Regions from separate parts of the Columba livia genome. Here region 1 is linked to region 2. The links are chromatin contacts, called in public Hi-C maps. All regions are on one chromosome and are shown on one strand. Each heading gives the region's core, a stretch centred on a gene start, on an enhancer-like site or on the middle of the called end of the contact. The rest is flanking DNA. Distances are from core to core; before and after follow the strand shown. Region 1 overlaps KCNQ1 (potassium voltage-gated channel subfamily Q member 1). Region 2 overlaps KCNQ1 (potassium voltage-gated channel subfamily Q member 1).

Region 1 (4,855 bases), core at 258-2,757, 250 kb before region 2:
TGTGTCTCTACTACAAAAATACACCTTCTGGAATTTCAAAGAACCAGAGAAGCTGCAGCTGTTTTATATTCAGAGATATGCTTTGAGAAAGGTGTGCTTTATTTTAGCATTAGCAGAAAGCAACAGAGATTTTTCTACCAAGATATGAAAAATCACCCAAGTGGAGATCAAAACTCCAGACCTTTTTGTTTCTGTCCCATATTTACTCCTCTAGAGGACACTGTTGTATAAGAGCAGATGCACAGTAAATGCTAAAAAACACCTTTTCTCTTTTTTTTCTTTTAAGAGACAATACCCATGAATGTCTGGTATTCCAGGGAAGTATCACTCCTGAATGATTTCTGCAGAGTATGTATGTGTTTCTTGGGCATGAGAACCTGTTGAATTCTGGGTAGGTGGTACAGGGGTTCACCCCTCTGTAACAGCACGCTGCCATTGCCACCACTAAACCATCCATGGAGCCGCCATATATACAATGGTGCCTTCTCCTCCAAAGCACCACCTTGCCACCCTGGTCTTCACTTGACGGGGATTGGCTTGGGTGCAGTGGTCTCACCCTTTCTAACTTCAAAACCAGCACAATGACCACAGGATGACCATGGAAAGAAATGCTTGGAATTTGTTAATGGGGAAAAAGAAAAGAAAGCAAAAGCCTGTAGCTTCCTCAAGTATTAGGATGGAAATGGGGTAGTTATGAACTTGGATACAGCTCTTTAATGACTGAATTAATAGCAGTAATGAGTCAGTTCCAAAGTTTAATCAGATGACTGTATTCATTTGCTCTAAATATCATATTTAGTGATTTGTGCTGATTCTTCAGTTTGTGGGATTAGTTACAGTTCATTGTAAGTTCTAACTGTATTTCCATGTATTGTGTTAAGACCTGATTCAAGAGTAGTTTTATTTGATAAAAACCAGATGTTCTTAAAAGAGACTCTCTCCTTCACAGAACAAAACATTATTCTTAGCAATTGTATGTACCTTACAAAATTAATAAGCACAGCATCTCCCTGCGTGACATATGACATTATTATATTTTTCCCTGTTGAGGGACTTTTAAGCCGTTGGGGTCACGACCTCTGTGCCTTATGAGAAATGGAGAAGCACATGGTTCTAATTTTATCTTCAACTCTGCCCTCCTGCTGACATGTATGTTTACAATACTGTTCATCTGTTGACCCTTCACTCACATTTAAAATATTAGCTAACATTTTTTGGTCCCAATCACAATGGTGCATGGCGATTAGCTTTTAAGATCATTTGTTTTCTTTATTGCCTTTTGCCATGCACATCTTATCCAAAAGCCCTTGGCTTGTTTTTCTAATTTGAAAACAGCACCAGCCACAAAACCAACTGCAGTTTTCCTGGACACTTCTGCTCTCGTTATGACGCAGGGCACTTTAGATCTTCAAATACACGATGATATCACCCCACTCAGAGAGGAGATGGGAAACATCCCAGGGTGGTTAGAGATATCCCCGAGGAGCCAGCCGGCTCAGATACTCTTGGCTGCCCTTCAGTCCCCAGCCAGGGAGGGTCGGGGCGAGCTCAGACCGACGTGTGTCCCAGGGCACACAGTCTGTCCCCCAAGTCCCCCTGCACAAGGCTCCCTGGAGAGACTGGCTGGATCCCAGCACGGGCCAGTCAGGAAGAAAAACCTCCCAGAGAAACCAGCCCCTTCTCCAGTCCGTGTCGCATGCTGAAAGAACGCATGCTCACTTCTCAGCATGCAGTGAAAGAAAGTGCAACCAGATAAGGCTGGATTTTTGAAGGGGGGCCCTAGAAATGAGAGGGCTGCTTATTCTCCACTCTGTTTTTCCTTACATCAGAACGAAGGTGAAGGAAAAAGGAAAGAAGTGGGGGGAGGGAGGTTGGGAGGGTGGAGAGAGAGAGAAATAATCTGATTTTATTAGCTTTTTAGTAAGGGGTAAATTTTAACAGGAAAAATAACAAATACTTTCCTTTTAAATTAAAATAACATAGAAAATTTAGAAAGAAACCTTTAGCACTTCAGTTTCTTCAAGATTTTTTTTTCTTATTTTAAATTATATTTTTAAATTTTAAATACTTACATCAACAGTGCATAATATGCTGTGGTAACATGACTATGAAAAGAACACAGAGCACTTTCACTTATATAAAGCAAAATTATTTACTTGGTTATTTTCACTATGCTGTATTAAAAGATACCATATTAAATGAGCTCAAATACATGTATGCCTTAACTTAAACTGCATAATAGGGCATCACATTCATCATTTGCTCAGTTCAAAATATTTTCATAATTCTAAAGCTCAGCACTCTCAGTTTCCCTATAATCTGCTATCCCAGTAAGTCTTTGCAGTGTGTTTATTGATGTATTTGGCTTCCCATAAAAATTCTGTAAATAATTTCCAGGCCTGAAATGTACTAAGCTTATTACAATGCTAGAGAGACCTTCAGAAGTGTTAATGCCTTATTTTTAGGGAGTGAGAGCAAGGTCTCTTTTCAGTGGTTGTTATGGGGACAAATTTCAGTGAAAACTGGGCTGATTCAGGATTACCCTTTTTCTTGGAGGAAGGGATATGGATATTGCAGTTACAAGTCAGGCTCTGAAAACATCTGGTTCCTGCAGGTTTCAACCATCTCATAGACGTCCTCAAAAATATTAAGAAGGGCTGAGTAACAAGGTAAGGGAAGGACAGAAAGAAAAAAGCTTCAGACAGCTGTAGGCTGGAGCCATTACTTCGTACTGTGGAAAGAACCAGCAGAGAAAACTGAAGAAAGATGCTGTCTTCACCCTAATGAGCACAGAAGTACGCCTAGACACCATGAAGACATTGTCGTGTACCGTTAATAATCTCATTATAACTGTGGAGAGATTTCCTAATCTATATATTCAGATAATCCCATCCACCCCCAGGTTGTCATTTGGCTACATATATGTACAAATATCCATTTGTATATTTCTTTGATAGCAACCAATGGCCTCCCAAGCTATCTTCTAAGAATCCAATCCATAAATAATCCTGTTGAAGTGTTGAAGTCATTGCTGTTCACAGTGAGTTGATATTAGCTGAAGAACCAGACCCTAAAATTGTCGTACTTCATCACTCCTATATTTCCTTTCATCTTCTCCCTCACTCCCCCTGCCTTCTTTCTTGATGTCTCTAATTGCCAGAACAGCAGATATCGGCCAAGAGACTTGGCAACCCTGTGTCTCAGGAGCTGATGCCAATGGCAGTTGGGGGAGCAGCACTGGTGTTCAGCATATTTGGCTTTTTTCCTTGGACTAATGAAGACATCACACTGTTTCTGCTCTCCCAACCCCATAACCTCTGATCTTGGATGTAGAGTCTCTGGGCATGAAACATGGTGCCTCTCACTGCTGCAGAAAATCAATCAAAGCTAATGCAACCAGGGAGGCTGTTACTTGCTATGTTGGCAATTCACTAATTGCTTCCATTATCACTCCAGCGAGGAGGACAGATGGACACTCCTGAGTCAGCTGCAAATTGAGAGCAGTTTCCACATACAACTATTTCCAAAAATTTCTAACATAAGCCATCTTTTCTTGTTTGCATTTTTGGCTTATGCAGAATTTAAAACTGCATCATTAGCACATTGGATCTATGCCAGTTAGACAGGCATGACAAAACGGCATTTTTCCCTTCAATAGTTGGGTGCAACCCAGCTTTTGAAGAGAAAAAAACCAAACCATAAATTCACCAGCTCAAAATTATACTGTAATTTATTAATCTGTCACTGTAGGAGGCTGGATTTCCTGCCTTCATTTTCACTAATACATAGCAATTCAAGTAGAATACTTGAAGCTTTCCTAATGCCTGCTTGCTCACAATTCCTATAATCTCATGACAACAAACAGCAGATAGACTTGTTGCATAATACTATCAATAATGGTCAAATAATTAAAACATGCCCATACAAATATCCTTTACATGCTTAAAGAAAAGGATCAGTAGAGGTAAGGCACAGTGATCACACAGCACTTCGCATCAAAGCCTTTCGTGTTGTACCTTTTCCATGATTTCTGAGCTCACCATGGAACTACTCATATTTTATCAATAAGGAAAAAGAAACATAAGTTGTTCCAATGTGACATCTTCTGCAACATGACAATGAATGACTTAGTAAAAGAAATAAAATCTAGTATGCCTCAGTTCTCAGTCCCTTCCGCTCTGTCACTCCACTCCCATAGCCATAACTTAATGGACGTTTTACCTTTCATGCAACGATTTGCAGCATTGAAGCTACTTCCTAGAGTACTTCATGGGAACATATAGCTTTAAGCTATGGAAAACAGGCAGAAAACCTGCATCAACAGCTATTTCTACTAAGGCCTTTCTTTATGCCTGAAGAGGTCTTTGACTGCTCTGGTTCTGATACAAATCTGTATTTTTGGTACTTGGAAGAAAAACAGGTTCTTAACCTTCTCATAACAACACGAGCATGAAAGTAATCACATAGGACCCTGCCAGATGATAGAGTGGATGGCTAAGATACAGGAGGAGAGGCTGATGTACATGAATGTGGACACTTCTGTGAACAAGGCTACCACGATCAGCACAGTTTGCAAAATGTCAAGAGTTGTATGCATAATCTGAGTAAAAACATTACATAATATAATTTCCAATATAAAAGAAACTACTCATATGTAAAAATTTCCCACCCTTGAAATAAATACTGTTAAGAAAATCCCCATTTTTACTTTAAAAGAATCTACTTGTTTATATCCACCAACTCTTTAGAAGACAGAGTCTTTCTAGCTTTGTAGTCATGTGAATGAACTCCTAGAAAAAAATATCCTCATACAGAAGATCTTTCCACTCAGACCTTGTTTTCCCTGATGCTGAGG
Region 2 (5,121 bases), core at 563-3,062:
TTTTCACAATGCTGCATGCAACATAAAAGCAAAGTTTTCTGAAAACTGTCACACAACTGCAGTTCATATATGAGAAGCTGGGAAGTTTGCTCAAGGCAAAAAGACAGCTTGGCACTGTGCTCACGTCGGTCTTTGGCCAGGAGCCCCACGTTGCCAGCGCAGAAGATCACCATGACAGATCATGTAGGCAACCAAGCAGCCAGCAGACGGCACCAGCCTGTCACCAGTGGGTCGTGCTGGCCTGCAATCTGTCACCAGCTCCACCATGAGCTTCAGGAAGGTCGCTCTTCCCAAAGCCTCTCTTAGTCTTCAGAGTTTGAGCCCCAAGTAATGCTTGCTGCTTCATAGCCATCTCAGCCCAACATAGTATTGAGACAAATGCTAAATTCTGGTTCCTTTACACACAGTGACATAGTTACAGACTTTATTTTAAATGGCAGTGTTCAGGTATGCCACCACAGAACTCCACGTACAGAAATTCAAAAGAGGAGTAGTTGGCTTTTTTTTCACAGCTCTTAGAAAAGGCAGAAATGGAAGTAACCAATTTTCTGCATGCAAGCTTTTCTTTATAGAACGCACACTGCAGTGCTGCAGACTAAAATAAGAATTCAAACCCAGAACTTTTGAACCTGCTAGAAGAAATGTATGAAATACATGTAGAAAGAGTTTTCTAACCCATAAAAATCACTTCTTGTTCTTATCATATACATCTGAATGTAATTTTTGGTGGCAACTTTAGAGAAGTTTAGCCAAATAAACTTATTGATTTGCCCCACTGAATAAGGAAACACCTAAGACAATAGTAAGAGCATACCTGGAAGGACACAACATACTGGAAATCCCTCAGTATGTTAAACAAGTTCAGTATCTTTTTCTTTCTCCTCCATGCAAACACTTGTTCAATTCATTTCACTGGAATCTTTAACTGTTTTCACTTTTTTCTAAAAGCCATCCAGAAGATGAGAAATTAGGTAGGCCAAAGAGCATGAATTTTGAAGCAACAACCACAAAGTGGCCAGAGTTGGCTCTGGCAGCAACATTTCCACAGCCCTTTTCTTCCACCCCTCTCTCCCAAAATTATCTTTGTTGATTACTCGTATAAAATTCCTCAAGCCCATGTGAAAAACCACCTCTTTATTAGTAGTTCGCTTTTTCCAAAAGATATTTTTTACCTACTTAGGACACCATCCAAAGTCTGAACCCAGCTGCCCCAGACACAGCGTGGTCCAAGGCTGCCCTCTGCAGACCCTGAAGTGAAGCGAGAGCTGTGTTCTACGTGTTTGATTTTTAGCACACATTACAACAAAAAAAGCAGCTCCTTTACTTGTCTTAGCATACTTTCCTTCCATATCACCTCTTTGATCCTTCTTGGCATTCTTTTTCAGCTCAGACTTCATCTACACCAAACAGTAACAACAGGGTGGGTTGTTTTTGTTTCTTGCTCGTTTTAAGTCCATTTCATTAAATTGGTTCAGCTGTCCCTAACAGACAATCTTATTCCCATTTTTAGAAGCTCCTGATTTGGCTCCCTCAGACCTGTTCACAATGGACATAAAGCAGAATTTAAGCTGGACTAAAAGCATGTTCACACAACCTTCTGAACCAAATCAATTCAATCCCTTTAACATCACATTTACATTAAACACATAATTCTCCTGTACAGACCAGGGGAGTTGACAGACGATTGCTTTGCGAACAGCTGGAAAAAGTTAAGATGTTACTACCAGCAGCATTTCAAACCAAGGCAGCTGATTTTGCAATGAAGCAGATTAGAAGCACTCACGTTATCTGCCAGCACAGTTCAGCTACAAACATCAGAACCACAGACTGAAGCTCAACGAGAAACAGCGGGGTTCAGATTCCGAGGAAGCTCCATGTTCCAGCTACTAACTGTACTGCCACCTAATTAAAAGGAAGAGGGCGATTTTCATTTCTGTTCATGTTTCCTGAGCCTTCGAATCACTCACATCTGGCTTTTTACTTTAAATTGTAGAGAAGTTGATTTCAAATGAAAGCTGGGATTCTCAACCTCAGCTGTCAGTGGAATGACAGAGAGGAAATGCTGCAGCAAGTGAGTCCCTGGGCAGGTCAGTCTGTAGTTCCAGCAAAGAAAAAGGATTGAAGAACACAAGTCCAGCATTCACACATCTTCTACACCAGCTCACTCTTTGGTCAGACCAGGGGACACAGCTGAGGCTGCAGAGACAAATTTTTCACTTTCTCGGCTCCAGTTGTTCTTCAGAATCTAGAAATTAGATCAGCCTGTAGAGCTACCACCAGGCACCCTTTACAGACATTAATCCCCCTTAATTTTTCCAATGGATGAAAATGCACCAATGTCCAGATGGTAAGTCTCTGTCTTGGCATTCTTAACCAAGAAAGGTAATCAGAAAAAATAAACGGTGGAACCACTTTGAACCGTTTGTTTTCTGTGAAGACCATCTTCAGAATCAAAAGCCGTAGGTATTTTTCTTTCTTACAATACTCACAAAACACTCCAGCAAACAAAACCGAGGGCTCATACTAAAAAAAAGAAAAATTTTAAAAAAATCTAGATTTCTTTTCGGCCCAGACTCAGTGCCACTTTCTGTTCACTGTAGGAATAATTTCAATGCCAATAACATAAATGTTAACCACCCAAAACTATTACCTTTTATCTTAATTGATAGTCTATTTAATGTTCAATAACTGCTTAATCTCTTCAGTAAGAAGTACGTTAAAGTAGAAAAGGAACTCAAAACAGAAAGCTGGAAAGAGCTTATACTTTCATTACTTTCATCATAAAAACATACTCTTCCTTTTTTTTTTTTGTTGGAATCAATACTGAAATGAGATTCCTACCAGAAAATAGCTTTTTCAGGCACACTAAATATCCCTTGGTTCAGCAGAATACTTAATCCCCTTGGATCAAGCACTTGGATTTTCTTAGATCATGCTGAGATAACAGCATTCTGCTGTGTTCTGGCACTATAAAATCCTTGCTTATGAAAATAAAAGAAAAATATGGCCTCTCTGGGAACATACATCTCTGAATTGCTTTTTTCTGTAGTTTAAATATTGTAGTCTCAAAAATCAATTTTTACACAGATATACCACATTCTTTTTATGAGTCATGGCAAAAGCTCTCCCACACCACTATTTTAAATGGGCCAAGTGTACATATACCCTTCAAAATGATGGTCCTTTCAGAGTCTTGGCTCAGACTCCAGCTCACGCTGGGCAACTGCCCACGAGTAACCGGAGTCAAAACCCTCCAACAGCACCATCTAGTGAAAAAAAGTTAAACACATGCAAATTTAAACAGTTCTCACTGCATTCGGGAAACTAACAAAAGGCCAATTCTCTCCTAATCTCCCATTACAACTGCATTTAGGGATAGCTTTCAGCAAGGGTCTTTGCCTTGTGAAGTGTGGTGACAAGCAGAGAAAGATTCAACAGCTAATTGTAAAACTTTTTGTCTAAAACTGGAACACCACTTAGAACACATATAAACTTTTCCTTGTTTATTTTTCCAATGTTAAGCTTGTATTTTTCTTACTGTTGTGAAAAACAAAAGCATTTTTAAATGCTTTGAAATTACTGATAACATAACATCTGATGTGTAGCTGGTGAGGGGCCTGGAGCACAAGTCTTAAGAGGAGCAGGTGAGGGAACTGGGGCTGTTTAGCCTGGAGAAAAGGAGGCTCAGGAGAGACCTTATCACTGTCTACAACTACCTGAAATGAGGTTGTAGCATGGAGGGGGTTGGTCTCTTCTCCCAAGTAACAAGTGATAGGACAAGAGGAAATGGCCTCAAGTTGTGCCAGGGAAAGTCTAGATTGGACATAAGAAAAATTTCTTCATCAAAAGGGTTGTCAGGCATTGGAACAGGCTGCCCAGGAAAGTGGTGGAGTCACCATCCCTGGAGGTGTTTAAAAGACGTATCAATGGGGTGCTTAGGGACAAGCCTTCATAGTGGACTTGGCAGCCTTAAGTTAACAGCTGGACTCTTAAAGGTCATTTCTAACCTAAACGATTCTATTATTTCCTCCTCTGGTAGTGTGAGGCGATATTACAAGACAAGCAGCTCCAGAATAAAAAGGAAACATATATACATATAATCTCAACCACCTTTTTAGCTCTTATTTTCTTATAATTGTAATATCTTGTATGACTATATTCTTTAAAGAATGAAATTCTTGTTCATGAAAAAGGGCATGCTCAGCTTCCATCTGTAACTTTCACGTCACCAGTCTCCTTGGTTTTAAAAAGACTATCTGCTGAAGTTACACAAGTGCTTAGATCTTTCACAGGGTCAGAGCTAAATGCTTTGGCTATGTGAAGGAAACAATGCAATATAGCTCTTAATAGTGAGTGTTTTCAAGGGTCCTGTCTGAATGATTTCTCAGTCAGGAGAAACAGATTCTGTACTTTTCCCAACGTGCACCTTCACAACTGGGCTGCAGCAGGGATACTGTAACAACAGCAGTGTGCACATAACACACACACGCTTTTACAGTTATTCCATCTAATTTTCAATATGAATCAGATTTACAGTGCCTATGCAGTAAACTCACCTAATCAGACTTGCTACATGAGGATGTTCAGCTCAGCATACCCACGTGCTAACTGAGCACTAATTTCCAGACATTCAGCATGATAGAATCATTTCTTGAATTTCCAGACCTATAGCTGCCTGGTCAAAGCCTCTCCTCACCCCTGCCAGAATACAAGTCCACAAATCTCAAGTAAGAAACATTTCAAAACATGGCGCTACACATTTGGTACCATGAACTCTCTCAGCCTTATATTTGATTTACTACAAAGCAGAATTCATTTGGAGAGAATTCTACTCTACATAAGAAGTTATGTCTAAATAAAAGGCAGTCTGCTCTTGACAAAGGTTCAGTAATTTTCCCTGTTAGAGCAGACAGGGAAAGGTGGACTCAATTTTTTATAGTCTTCAAAAAAAGGAGTTAAAGGTCTCCAAGTGTTACTTTAATCTCACAGAGCATACACTCAGGCAGTATAACTCGTTTCATGGAACAACTTGAGGTCTCATAAACCTCAAATTCCACATGGCCAAAGTTCCCTCCTTCTCACTGTCCCAGTTAAGCCCAAGTAGAAAACTGTTCTTTCAAG

Evidence for each region. A called contact is a pair of places that touch in the nucleus more often than the background predicts.
Region 1: a contact with region 2 is called in a Hi-C map of liver, with 2.6 times the contacts expected there. The contact joins two enhancer-like sites. A contact is called at or near these places in 2 of 2 Hi-C or Micro-C datasets (crop and liver).

What each region holds. Positions count from the first base shown.
Region 1 is chr5:52,976,558-52,981,412 of bColLiv1.pat.W.v2, reverse strand. All of the region lies in intron 16 of KCNQ1 (potassium voltage-gated channel subfamily Q member 1), which reads right to left. Among named protein-coding and RNA genes, the nearest start is that of CDKN1C, 84 kb to the left of the region's middle. Within about 2 kb of position 1,507, at least 2 of the 3 cell types and tissues checked have an H3K27ac peak away from gene starts, as active enhancers do.
Region 2 is chr5:52,725,637-52,730,757 of bColLiv1.pat.W.v2, reverse strand. The region is part of intron 2 of KCNQ1 (potassium voltage-gated channel subfamily Q member 1); the gene reads right to left. Among named protein-coding and RNA genes, the nearest start is that of KCNQ1, 54 kb to the right of the region's middle. Within about 2 kb of position 1,812, at least 1 of the 3 cell types and tissues checked has an H3K27ac peak away from gene starts, as active enhancers do.